Linked DNA regions of Mus musculus: region 2 is linked to region 1. Evidence: chromatin contacts called from public HiCAR-type data. All regions are on one chromosome and are shown on one strand. The core of a region is the stretch at or near the end of the contact, and the rest is flanking DNA. Distances in the headings are between cores, read along the strand shown.

Evidence for each region. HiCAR-type assays count read pairs that join an accessible place to other places.
Region 2: a HiCAR-type map of astrocytes shows a contact between it and region 1, with 2.7 times the contacts expected there. The contact joins the promoter of Zhx1 here to the promoter of Sntb1 in region 1.

What each region holds. Positions count from the first base shown.
Region 1 is chr15:55,905,283-55,912,067 of GRCm38.p6, forward strand. Sntb1 (syntrophin, basic 1) reads right to left here and starts at 1,667. Exons shown (of 7, transcript NM_016667.3): 1 at 742-1,667. The coding sequence starts at 1,309.
Region 2 is chr15:58,072,170-58,079,392 of GRCm38.p6, forward strand. Zhx1 (zinc fingers and homeoboxes 1) reads right to left here and starts at 4,339. Exons shown (of 4, transcript NM_009572.4): 1 at 3,988-4,339.

The DNA of each region.
Region 1 (6,785 bases), core at 417-2,916:
GAATCCGGACTGACCGGCTGAACACCCTGCAGTGGAAGTGAACTTGTGCCTACATTGGCAACATCTTTCCCAGCCTTTGGCACTACTCAAAGCTGCACAGCCTCATGGACTCTCTCTGGTGCTGGAGGGAAGGGAAGCAGGAACGGGTGGCTGAGTTTTAGCATTCAAATACTGCCACCTCTCTCTGGCTTTTATTTTTATTTATTTATTTATTTGTTTATTTATTTATTTATTTATTTATTACCTCTCAGGTCTTCACAGCTGGATTGCCTAGGCTGTGAAAATTTTTGCCAAAGTAGAAAAGTACTAGAGCTGCCTAGAGTCAGTGGCCCTGCTTTACAATGTGGGCAGATGCAAATTCCGTCCACTCTCCATTTCCCGGTCCATTTCCCAGACTCCAAATTACATTTGGATTGTCCGCAGATAAAAATATGAAACCACGTGTACCGATAAGTATGAAACTTCCGACACCAGTGCACTAAAGCACTTCATCCAAGCCAGGAAAACCCAGGCACTCCAGTGTTTTAGTACAGCGCCCTGGGTCAGGGCCAAAGTGAAGATGAGTTTGCCCCCAGGTAGTAAAAGTTGTCAAAAAAGAAAGTCGTGCCACTGCTTTTGCAAAACACAGGCACTGTGGGGTTCTAGGGCTTTGGGGCAAGTGGCTGGTGAGTGTGAGTGTGCTGACGCGCAGAAGAGTAAGTGGAACTGCGGGATAAGGCCGGCGCAGGGTTAACCCCTTACCTTCCAGCAGCACTTCCTTGCCTGCGCGCTTCAATGCCTGCACTGCCTCGTCGTGGGTGGCGTCCCGCAGGTCTGCTCCGTTCACCGACAGGATGGCATCGCCCACATACAGGGCTTGGGTCTGATCCGCTGCCAGCCCCTTGAAGATCTTGCTGATGAGTATGGGCATCTTGTTTTCCTTGCCCCCTTTGATGCTAATGCCCAGCCCGCCCAGCTCCTGCTTCAGCACCTTCACGCCCCTCTTCTGGTTTGAGATGGACTCAGGTACCTGCTCCGGGAGGTCGGTGAAGGCGGTGCGGACCCCGGCGGGAGAGTCCGGGGCTTGAGCGACACCGGGGACCGGGTGCCCGGTCCCGGAGCCCCTGCAGAACGAACCATTGGTGGCAGCCCCTATGCCGTTGTACGCCGCAGCGCCCTCCTCGCAGCTCAACACCAGGGCGTCCTCGCTCAAGTTCACCAGAACTTTATGCCAGCGATCCCGCACCAAAACTTCCAGCAGTCCGCTCCGCTGCGCCCGGGCGCCTCCACCGCCAGCCGGCGCAGCCACAGCCGCTGCCGCTACCGCCATCTTTCCAGCATTCTTAAAATGCCATGTGATTGCAAACGGGGGAAAAGTAGAGAAGGGGTGAGGATGGGAGGACTCAGGGTAACCGAGGCACGGAAGAAGCAGATGCCTGGCAGCGCGCGCTCAGACCCCGGACTCCACTCCCCGTGTTCGCGGCTGCGCCGGGCGCCAGTTGCAGCGGCGGAGCTTGTTCCCCCTCGCCTGATCCTGGGCGGGGTGGAGCAACCTAAAAGAAGACGGAGAGCCCTCGACAGGGGAGGAGGGAAAAAAGCCAGCTGCCAGTTGCAAAACCCCAAACCGAGAGGAGCCTAGGAGCTGCGGAGCGGCCAAGTGCTGTAGAGAATCGGTAGGAGGAGGCAAGGGCGGGGACCCGGAGCCCCAGCCGCTCACCTGTTCGCCACTGCAGCGTCACACTCCCACGTCGCGCTGGCTCAGACCCGGGTGCCTCAGTTCTCAGCCGCACCTTGCCGCAGCTCCCCCAAACCTACCGGGTCACAAACCACTACCCCAACCCCGCCGCCACCCCCTTTTCTTCTCAACCCTCTATTTTCGACGGGTTTCCACACTCACCTTTAGTAGGTGCGCTCACTCTATCCTCTTGAGTCAACTCCCCTCTCTCCTCCCGCAGGTGTTTGAAGATCCAAGTCTTCCTCAAACCAGACCTTCGCTGCCTCAACTCAGTCTCCCTCCACCCCCATCCCAGGACTCTGGGAAGGAAACTACAGAGAGAGAGAGAGAGAGAGAGAGAGAGAGAGAGAGAGAGAGAGAGAGGAGGGAGAGGGAGAGGGAGAGGGAGAGGGAGAGGGAGAGAGAGAGAGAGAGAGAGAGAGAGAGAGAGAGAGAGAGAGAGAGATCCTAGGCTGTGCCAGAAGTCAGGGGAAAACTGTCACAAGAACATAGAATGAAGCCTCATCAAGCCACGTACTCCTATCCTCTAAGTCAATGCAAGGCATCTTTTGGGGGAGTTTGAAGACAAGAGGGCTTTCTTTCAGTACCTACCCTGAATTTCAACGGGGCACTGTCTGCCTCATCTTCAGGACACAGTGTCTAACTCAGTGTCTGCTCTTTGCATTGCTCCATACTTCCCCCAACCCCATCCCCGTGCCAGCCCAAACGCTTCTCAGGGCTCCCTCCTTTGTTCTTAGATTCCATATAGGAAATGTCTTCTTTAAAAGCTAAGAATAGGTTTGTTCTCCAAGTTCCCTGAAAACTGCTTGTTTGGCTCTTAAGCTGCTCTGTCCCAAGGTGATGGCATTGTAACTCTTGGTTCCGTTCCTAGGCCAATCAGGAAATGCCACCTTAACTGTAACCCAAGCCATGGCTGAACATCCCAGAGTTCTGCTAAGCAGGTCCCACACAGTTCACTTAAACTGTGTTAAGACTTACTGGTCTTCCTGCTGTGCCCTCTCCTTTCTCCAGATGACAAAATAAAAAGCAGAATCTGTTAATTCTGGAAGGTGAAGCTCCTGATAAGATGCCAGTAGGAAGAGGGTCTTCTGTAACATGCATGTCATCACCCCACTGTGATGGGTATTTGCAGCAAACAGCTCTAGTTCTTTCCAGACTTACTTAATCAAGGATACTTAAAAACTCTCAGGAATCCCCGTGAAGTCCCTGACAGGGATTACAGAACTCAATGAAAATACTTGAGACTTTCTTGAGAAACTGAAGTCACTACAGCTCACACAGGGTGTGCCACTGTCCTGCTCCTGTAAGTTTTAACTTTCTATACTTCAAAAAAAAAAAAATCTTCATTTTTTTTTTCATGTAAACCTGCCCACAACAGGGACAGGAGCCCAGGAAGTTCTTCAGTCCTTCCTGTTGGACTGGGTTAGCCAGGGAACTAACACAGCTGGCACCACTGTTGGAAAGAAACCTGAGAGAGAGAGAGAGAGAGACAGAGAGAGAGAGAGACAGAGAGACACAGAGAGAGACAGAGAGAGAGAGAGACAGAGAAAAACAGAGAGAAACAGAGACAGAGACAGATGGAGAGAGACAGAGAGCAACAGAGAGAGAGAGAGACATACACAGAAACAGACACACACAGAGACAGAGACACACAGAGACAGAGACACACATACACACACAAACACACACAGAGACACAGAAACACACACAGAAACAGACAGAGACACAGTCACACACAGAAACACAGAGAGACAGAGACACACATACACACACACACAGGAGAGAGAGAGGGAGAGAGAGAGAGAGAGAGAGAGAGAGAGAGAGTCGGGAGGGGGGAGCTGGCCTTTGGTTTAGAGGCTGAGGTTTCAGGCCCTTCATCACTAAGTGTTTGCTTTTGAAATATAAATCACTAGCGTTGGCATTGCTACCAGGATGCCAATGTGAAGATGAAAAAATCAAAGCTAACCTGTCCCTGGACCAGAAACCCCCAGCCAGCATCCTAATGCTTTGCCTCTGTGGCTCTGCAGTAGATGCATGCCAGACACACCCACAAAGTAATTGATCTATTAGGCATTAGAAATGGCAGGCTCTGGGATGGGCTTTTCCACGAATCTCTGTGCTAAGCACATTTTCTTCTGTGTATGCACACCTCTATGGAAAGAAAATAGATTCCTGGTTGAAAGTTACATCAGAATGAAAGGAGACCAAAGTTGACTATCAGGAGGCCAGAGGCATGCATGTGGTGTTGCTAGTTGGATTGTAATTACAGTCCCTGCCCTAAGTACTCTCCACATGTTAACCCAATCCTCTAGGCAATACTTGAGGGCCAATTCTGTAATGGCCACTCCCATTTACTGTTGAAGAAGTGGAGGCTCAGGTTTAATACCTGGCACATGTAATTAGTAAATAGCAGCACGAACTTGAAACTTAACCATTGTCTTACCTCTGTTAAAAATACAGCTTAGCAACCATAGCCCCAGTGCTCATCTGAACGCAGAGTCCTTTCTAGGGACAAATCTCTGGTGAAGGCCCAGCCCTTCATTAGAAGATAGAAACATTTCCTTCTGACCTTTCTTTCTTCAAAAGCTTAGAGAACACACTGCCCTCCTCCATTTGATATATTTTAACTTTGTCTTGGTGATACTTAAAATGGCCAGCCATTTGGGCTCTCCCTAGCTGAGAAGCCCTGCATCATCCCTCAGAAAGTACCACATCTCTGACTTCTTATCAGCACCGATTCTCAAAGGTAAGCCTTGTCCACCTTGATGTGTTTCCAGTGAGAAGGCTCAAGTGGGATCTCACAATACTCACAGTTGGGAAAGAAAATCCTCTGGCTCCCATGGCCTCTGTGTTAGCTTTCTGTCACTGTACCAGACACCCGAGATGATCAACTTATAAAAAGAAAAGACTTATTTTGGCTCTTGGCCCTGAGGTGACACTTTATGGCTTTGGCCCTGTTGCTTTGAGCATCTGGAGAAGCTGGACACTTGAAGTAAAACTGTTCTCCTGCACAGTGAACAAAGGGCAGAAAGAAGGGCCTGGGGCTCACTGTCCTCTTGGAGGACTAGACAGAATGACTTGATGACCTCTCAACAGTGAGTGGCCATCCTCTTAAACGTCTTCTCTAACCGTCCAATAGCAAGAAGTTTGGAACCAAGGCTTTAGAACATGAAGTATTCCAGATCTTAGTCATATTAGACTCCTATAGGTCACTTATTTCAAAAACAGTGGCCATCAGAAAGGACTGTGTTTCTTGAGGCTACTGTGAGTCAAGTCAAATTACTCATCAATGTTCTTTAAAAGGTACTCAAAGCTTGCCCCTTCCTGAAAGATAAGATTTAACTCACACCATGATTTTACCTGTTCTGTGGATGCTTTCTCTTGTATACTCTGACTTCCGCTTTCTAATCAGCCTAAAGTGAGATTTCTCTGTAACTGTTTCCCATAGAATGTGCATTTATCTAGAGATGAGTGGTCATAGAATTGCCAAATAAGTCACATGTCCTCTGTTTCAAAGATCCAAGGATGCATAACAGAGCAGCAGCCAGTTGCCAATAGGTCTGTTGGTCTCACGGAGTTTGGAGTGCAACTATCCTGTCCCAGCTCCTGTTGTAGGGCAGAGACATAGAAGGAATAAAGCTGTCAAAGGCTTGCCTTAGGAAAGTTTCATCATAGTGAGTGGCAAAGTAGGAGCAGGGGCTGACTAGAAATAAATTCCACATAAAGGTGAATGTTATGAAGTAAGGGATGGGGCAAGGTAGGGAAGTTAACAGTGACTGGACCAAAAGGCCTATGGAGGGGAACTGGAGGCTGATAGCCAGATCCTTTGTGAGATCTGGATGAGAACAGATGAGGGTGAGTGTGAAGGCAGCTAGCTTGCCGGTCCCAAGTCTCAGTGCTATGCTAGTGAGTCCCGTTCAGAGATAAAAGTATGAAGGCAGCAAGAGTGTGAGGAAGGCACTGAGAAAGGAGAGCCTCTCAAAGATCTAAAGGAAGTTACCAGGGAGAAGCAAAGGCCAGTGAGGGGTGACTGAGAGAGAGCCAGGCTTATCTAGTTCAACAGACCAAAGGTATAGTAGCTGGGACGGCTCAAAGGAGAAAGAGAGATGCAAGAGAGGAGACCAGAGAGAGAAGATGGACCAGATTCCAAAGTCGGAGCAAGGAGGACTGCAGGATAGACCATCCTTCTTGTCTTTCATGAACATCAACAATAATGTGTTTTACATTGGAAAGCAGTCCTGATTTCAGATGTTATATCATGTTTCTCATTATATAAGTGTCTGCATTAGAGAAGATTCTCCTGTATTTGGAGTTGAAAAAACTCTGTATTTTTGACATCATTTTCTAAAGAAAAAAAAAAGCATCTTTAGGTGCCCCCCCATCCCCAATGAACAAAGAGTAGACACAAGATAAATAGGGAAGGAACAGCAAAGATCTTTGATTTATGAGGTCAAATTAGAAAAACGGATGAAAGAGAAACAGGGGGTTTCAAAATGTATCCCTCCTAAAGTGAGCCAGCCTGGCCAATGCTTATCAACTACACACTGGGCACCTGCTTTCATGAAGACATCAGGCAAGTGCTGGAGGCAAACACACCCAGGGGACGAACAGATAATTAAGACAGGATGACATCCATGCAGCACATGGGGAGAACAGGTTGCTTCGGTGCTTAGTGAATTAGTGTGAAAACAGCTAGCTTCCAGATTCCAAGGCTCAGTGCTGGGTTAGTGTTAGCAAGGCATGTCTCAAAGATAAAGTATGGAGACAGCAGGGCTGTGAGGAAGGCAATGGCTCATGAACAGAAGAAGGCAGCGCAGTTTCTCAGTTTCTTGTTTGGCTTGTCTCTCTTGGATAATAGGTTCACCATCATTTAAAAAGCAGGTGGAGCCACCCTTCATTGCTTATGTTCCCAGACAGGTCCTGGATAAACTAGAAAGTCCACTCCCCAGACCCTCGGCTAACCTGTCAATCAAGTGAGAGCTTCTGGATGGTGCTTAGTGTGTGTATCCTTTTCCAGAACAACTCGGGGCACAATTATAAAGAACCTTGTTATTCTCATTCCCTCTGATTG
Region 2 (7,223 bases), core at 3,089-5,588, 2.2 Mb after region 1:
TATTTTACATAATAAATATACATTTACATATATACATTTATAGCTACTATTACTGCTGTTTCAAAATAAGCTCTGATATGAATTTTTTAATTCTAAATTTAAAAACTGAAAATGAAAACCCAACAAAAATAATTTCTCAGGGCTATTGTTAATAGAGGACTCACATAGAATGCAAGGCCTTAGGGACTCAGTTCCCAGCACAACATAAACTGGCCCTCAGAGCACAATGGTAACCCTAGATTTTTTTCAGTAGGTTGGGTTAGGAAGAGCAGTTCAATTACCTCCTTGGCTACATAAGGAGCTTGAGTCAGCCTGGGCTACATGAGACCCTCTCCAAAACAAAACAAAACAAAACTATTCAAACTTAGCTATGTGTTTATAATTATAGTACTCAGGAGAAGGAGACAGAGGCGGGAGGATTGAAAGTTCCAGGCCAGTCTGAGCTATATAGCAAGGATAGGACTTAAAAACACACATAAACAAACATTTATTCAGCTGACCTCCTTGAACAAAAGTCATTCTGAAACTGCCAATATATATTTGTTTTCTAAAATGTATCATTGTACTTGTTTAGGCCAAAGGTACATATCAGTTAAACATCTGTGTGTATATGTGTGTCTCTTCATGGCACATACATTGAAGAACACAGATGATATAAAATGACAAGATTAGCCCTAGACTCATTCTGTTGAACCAGGCTGGCCTTGAACTCAGAGATTCACCTGCCACTGTCTCCCAAAAGCTGAGACTAAATACATGTGCCACCACTGCCAGGCTGAATATCTTTTAAGAACATGACCAAGATCTGGAGAGAGGCTCAGTCCTTAAAAGTATTGGCTGTCCTTCCAGAGGAGAGAGGACCTGGGTTCAATTCCCAGCACCAACATGAAGGCTCACATCTGCCTATACCTCCAGTTCCACGGGATCCAGCCACCTCCTCTGCCCTCTGAGGGCACTGCATATCACGGTGCACAGATATACATGTAGACAAAATGCCCAAACACAAGCAATATTATAACTTTTTAAAAAGAGTGCATGAAAGTAGGGTCTGGAGAGATGGCTCAGCAGTTAAGAGCACTGGCTATTCTTCCACAGGTCCTGAGTTCAATTCCCAGCCCCCACATGGTGGCTCATGGCCATCTATAAAGGAATCTGATGCCCTCTTCTGTCATGCAGGTGCACATGTAGTAGAGCACTTATAAATAAATAAACTTTTAAAAAAAGAGTGCATGACAGTAAAAGAGAAAATACCTCATCACATCACTTTTCCATATGAGTGTGAATTAAACAAAACAGGAACTCTTTGAAACAAGCCTCCATGTGTATGCTATCAACTACATTAGTAAGACAGCAAACCTCTGCTCCTTTTCAGCAAAACCAAGAATCCTGAAAGGTAAAACCACTGTGACATCTTTCGTGTCCTACCCTCAAGCCAAGCAAGTTCAGATGCTTGGAGACGAAGCTACCGATGAGCATCTTCTACACAGACACATTTATGTTTTCAGCCTTAGCATATTTTCAAACCATCTGGTATCTATGTATGCCTCTCTGGTTTGCCAGACTAATCTGTTCAGAAGTGAGTATAACACTAGAGCTATATGCACTGTGGGAAAAGCAAAGAACAGCACATAGTTAAAGTTGGTGTTCCAAATGCTGAGCTATAAGCTGGTTATACCTGACCTGTATGTTTAAAGCATCTCTACCAAAAACATTAAGCTCTTTTGAGAATGTACAAATGGCTCAGGACTGTCATAAGTTACGGAAGTCACTAGGACTCTTGGAGTTTATTTTTTCTCATTTTGTTTGTTTGTTTGTTTCGAGACAGGGTTTCTCTGTGTAGCCCTGGCTGTCCTGGAATTCACTTTTTTAGACCAGGTTGGCCTCGAACTCAGAAATCCGCCTGCCTCTGCCTCCCAAGTGCTAGGATTAAAGGCATGTGCCATCATGCCCGGCTTTTTTCTCATTTTAATCTAAGCAGTCAAATAAAACATATCAAGAGGTAGTTCTATAAAAAAAATCATTGATAAATAAAATACTATAAATTCTATATTAACAAAAATGCCTAAGGGTCAGTGAGGTGTTTGGTCAGTAAAAACATTTACCACCAAGCCTGACAACCTGAGTCTGCTACCCAGAACTCCTGAAAGTTGTCGTCTGACCTCCACATGCAGGCAGTGGGATGTGCACATAACTGCACTCAAACACAAATAAACAAAAATGTAAAAAATTAGTATCTAAGATTGAGATGGTGGTACACACTTGTAATCCCAGCACTGACAAGGAAGAGGCAGGAGGACTGCCATGGCATCAAGGCCAGACTAGGCTATGTTTTGAAACTTCAATTCAAAACAAAATCTAAGATTATGCATTTTACTTTGCCTAAAATTAGTCTGTATACTTTTAAAATGCTTGGAGGATGGAGAGAGAAACTAAGATAAAAAATATTCATGAATGTCCTTTTCCTTATATGCCCTGTTACCCAACTACTGTCCCTGGCAGCACTCAGCCTTTCTTTCCTTCGCTTAAAATCTGGAATCAGAATTGCTTCTTTAGAAATAATCTATGTGCCAGTAGCCTTGTTTGAACAAACTTCTATTAATCCCCACTGCCAGTTTGAAATAATGACTTTTTCAAGGCATTTTAAAAAGAAACAGGTAATTACTACTGCATACAAATTAAAGTGTTAGGACAAAGACTTCTGAAATACAATGACCAGCACCACAAATAGAAAGGTGTACTTGTGTACCCCACAATACACAGTCTTTTCCTGGGGAAGGAGTGGTCCTTCCGGATTTTCATTTGCCATAATATTAATCTCCGAGAGAATTGCTTCTTCGAATTGCATGGAATCCCACCCTAAAAATGTCACAACTTCTCAATCGGCCTTTCTCATAATTTCCTCCTAAATTTTATCTCTTCTTGGTTTGTTTTGGTCTTGTCTTTTAGAGAAGGGTTAGTGACAGAAAAGTACTGTGAGCATTCCTACTTTATCTATGCTTCTTCTCTACATTCAGTTTTCCAATTGCTTTGCCCAGAGTAAGCTAAGGATAGCAAACAGAATCTTATTCTTCCGTTTGGTTCGTTTCTTACTGGTACCTTTGGAGTACCGAAACAAAGAATTCTAAGTCCCTCTCTTGGAACTTCGGTGTAAATACACAAGAAATGAGTCAGGGCTCGGCTTTCCTGCCATCAGACCCCAGTCCTTTTTATTCCCTCCTAGCCAATTCCCTTTAAGCCCCAAGGCTTGGAGTTTCCTCTGGTCCATCGCTCTCCCAAGTCTGCACTCCCGCTCCACTACCTAAGCAGAGACAAGTGTGTTTCCACCCTCTTTAATGAACTTCTCCCCTAAAAGCCTGCTCTTCCTCAAAATATACTTCGCACTATACTTCTTGGGGATGCAACTCCTGAGTCTTCTCTGCTGAGGTTTCCCGTTGCTCCGACCCCAAAGCCAGTGCGCTACAGTCCAGCCGGAGATCCTTGGCTGACTCTTCAGAGGGGGGCTGCGCCGTGTCCCCACGAGGTGGCCTCACGCCTCCGGAGGCCCAACGCTGGAGATCTTCCCCAGGACCCGCACGGTAGTTAGGGTCCGCTGTCCCAGAGACGTCCTTCCCCCCAGGGAGACCGGCTCCCCATCCCCTCTGCGCCCCCAAGTTACTCAGTGCTCTCCCAACCAAGGCGCTGGGGCTTTCCCTCCAAACCCTCCACCCAGAGCTCCGTCCTCGCTCTGACAACCCCCGAGAGAATCCGGGAGCTGCGACTCCGTCCGCCCCGCCGCGGGGCAGGCCCAGTTCCCCCCGGGTCCGATCTTGCGTGCCCCAGCACCGTGGGCTGGGTCCCGAAGAGGGGGGGGGTGTCTGTGTCCCGCTGCTGCCCCGTCCCGTGTCGCGCCAGCGCCCGCGCCTCTCGGCTTCCCTACCCGCCGCGAGTTCCTGCTCGGGTTCCACCCGCAACCGCGAGGCCCAGTCCCCAGCCCGCTCGCGCAGCTACCTGCAGGGGCCGCCTCGCCTCAGCGCCTCGCCGCCGCCATCTTGCATTTCAGAGCGACTGCACTTTTCAGGGAGTCAACTCTGACCCGTGAACCCTAACCCCGGAACCACTCGGAGGGCCCTCGCGCGAGGGGGCCCCCCACGGAGCTCTGCAGCCCGGCAGAAGCGCCGAGAGGCCAGGCCAGGGTGCGAGAGAGACTCCGCTCCCTGAACCCACAAGGGCCGCGAGGAGGAGCCAGCCGAGGCGGGGACGAGCCGGGCACCCCACTCGAGGACTCCGCCGCTCCTCTGGGATGCGACCCAGGCCGCTCCTCTAGAACCGGGCGCTGCGGGAGGTGTGCGCCGCCCCGCCCTCTGTCAGGGAGAGTCACGCCCCCTGTCAGGAGGGGGCCACGCCTCTGTCACTAGAAGCCACGCCCCGTCGCGAGAAGCTCCTCCTCCAGGGCCTGCGAGGCTCCGCCCCGTTCAAGCGATTGCTCGGCCAGCGGTCGTCAGAAGTCGGACCCCGCCTCCCGCGACCTCGGTCGCTTTCTTCCCTTGAAACTGCCTAGGTCCTCCGAAACCAACCCCATCTCTCCCGGAGCCGGCGTCCTAAGGCCCCGCCCCTCCCTAAGCCACGCCCACTGTCACTCTCGGCTCCTCCTTGGCAGCGCCCTCTGGATGCCAGCCGCGCCCCCACCCGCTGTCAACAGTCCCGCGCTCCTGTCAGCCGCTGCTCCGCCTCTTCCTAGCCCGAGTCCAGCAGGAGCCCCGTAGTTCCAGCTTTGGACGGGAAAAGTTAAGTGTGGCCCCACTTGGAGCCTCCCGCCTCTGCTTCCTGCTGCCGTCCCTCTTTCCCCGGAGAGCCACTGACTGAAGCCGAGCTCTCCGCAGTGGGCACCAGCCCCGCAGCGCGGCCAGCCGAGGACCTCAGCGTCTTCCCCACCTCTGCCCTTCAGCCCTCTCGTCATTGTTCCATTGAATATAACAAACGAGGGCGAAAGGAAACCACTCCGAGTGTTCGCTCCTGTACTCGCCGCTCCGGACGGACGTAAGAGAACTCTTTGGCGCCTGGATGTTTAGTCCCCACCCCCATTCCAGTCATGGACCCTTTTGTGTTTTGATAGCAGAGCTCCACCAAGCCACACCAGCCCGAAAATTTGCACTCTGCATTTACATGAAGGGAAGACCTGGCTGCTGATATCAACGTGCACAATATTTAGTTGCATCCTAAAATTCTAAAACTTGTGTATGCTGAGGCTTAATGGTCTCACCAGCAGAGGAACCCAACCCTGTCCCACTCTCGGCCCATTCTTAAAACAAAAATTAATAGCGCTCAAGCCCCTTGAAACTAAATTCAGAATGCAAACTACTTATACAAAGAATTTAAGAAATCAGTGTAGTTTTTAATAGAAAGTGGTTTAATGGAAAGTATTTATAATACAGTACTAACATCAGTAAAATAAAACAATGCATTCTCCACAATGTATTTAATACACAATGTGTTTAAATACACAATGTATTTATGTATCCCTCATAAGAAAAATACAAGACAAAAAGTTACACACACACACACCAGTTTATGCTCACCCCAAAGACAGTTCCAGGTCCACTGAGAATCCCAGTTTAGGATTTAACTCTGAACAAAGAAAATATTTTAAATTCAGATATTCAACCTTTTGTTCATGCATTCAACCATTTGCTTTTTGAGGACCACATGTGCCGGACACTAAAGGAGATGTAAAACTGAGTAAGGCCATCCTGTTGTCCGTTGGTATCTAAAAGGGATTGTTCTGGAACCCTCCATGATACCCAAATAGAGTGTTGTTCAAGTCCCTTAAATAAACTGGTATGGAATTTGCATATAATCTGTGCACATGCCCCGATGGAATTTACCTCATCTCTATTAGGATGATGTAGACACCAGGCAAAGAGCTGCTGTACTGTAACTGTTTAACATACCGAGACAAGAAAAAAAGTTGACTCGTTCAGCAGAGATGCATGATTTTTTTTTTCCTGAACATTTTGATCCACAGTTGGTTGAATCATAGATGTGGAAGCCATGGATCCGGAAGGCTCTGTTCTGTCTTCCAGGATCTTACAGACTAGATGCTAGGCAAAAACACATGCTCATAGAATACATCAAAGTGAAAATTGAGGAGAATCTGAAGTGGCTGAGGCATATGGACTTCGCTTTCTAGCTCTCTCTCTCTCTCTCTCTCTCTGTTTCCCTTTTCTTATTCCTCCTTTTTAGCACTAGTTTATAGTCTTATCCCTCTCTCTCTAAAGCAGCCAGCCTGTTTCACTCCCCAAAGCCTCCCAATTTAAGGTCACTCCCACAGGGCATTTCTGTCCAGGAAAACAATTTCAATAGCACAGTGCTGGGAACAGTATCCCTGGCTGAAGTGCTGCCAATTATCTGGCATCCTTGCACAAAGCAAGACTGTTACCAGCACTTGAGAGAGAGAGAGAGAGAGAGAGAGAGAGAGAGAGAGAGAGAGAGAGAGAACGTTGCAGACTTAAGCAATATGCATATATGTTTCCCATAGCAGATTGTGCCAGCCCACATAAATCTGTTTAGAGACCACGCTTACAGGGTAACTTGTTTCTATTAAAATAAACTCATTTATAAAAATTGTAAATATGACTGATTTTAACAGCTGCGCAGCTCCAGAAGTGAGTTTTAACCGCGGATTGGCACAGTGAGAAGCCTAGAGTTTTTATGCACAAACTTGGCGGCTTGTCATCCCCAGACGAGCATGACAAGACTTCAGCCCTGTTAGAGATGAGAAGTCGTTCAGTAGGGTTCTAAAAAGCACAGCGCTTTTGCTCTTCAGAGCCCACCCCACCTTTGGAACACTGAAGAGAGTGTTGGGAGAAAATGAAGCCCTTGGAATAAAAAGTGGTAAACGCCAGCCTGGTCTGAGGAACAGACTTCCAGCAGCTCTGTTTGTAGGCACGTCCCTCTGTTGTTCTTTTTCTTCTTTCTACCCTTGGGGGGGGGCAGTTTTTAAAACATGATACCATAAAACAGACCAAAAATACATCAAACTAAGACACTTTAAACATTTGACTATAGTTAGGGGAGCTTGAGAAATATGCCCTAATGGAAAGGTCCCACAATTCTCTGATGGCTAGTTCAGAGGGTGAACAACAACAACAAAAGATGATCATTCTAAATGTTGTTCCCCCAAACAAGCTTTCAAAGTCAGCTTTAGGACAAGTCCTTTCCTGTTCCTCTAACTGCACGTTCCATGT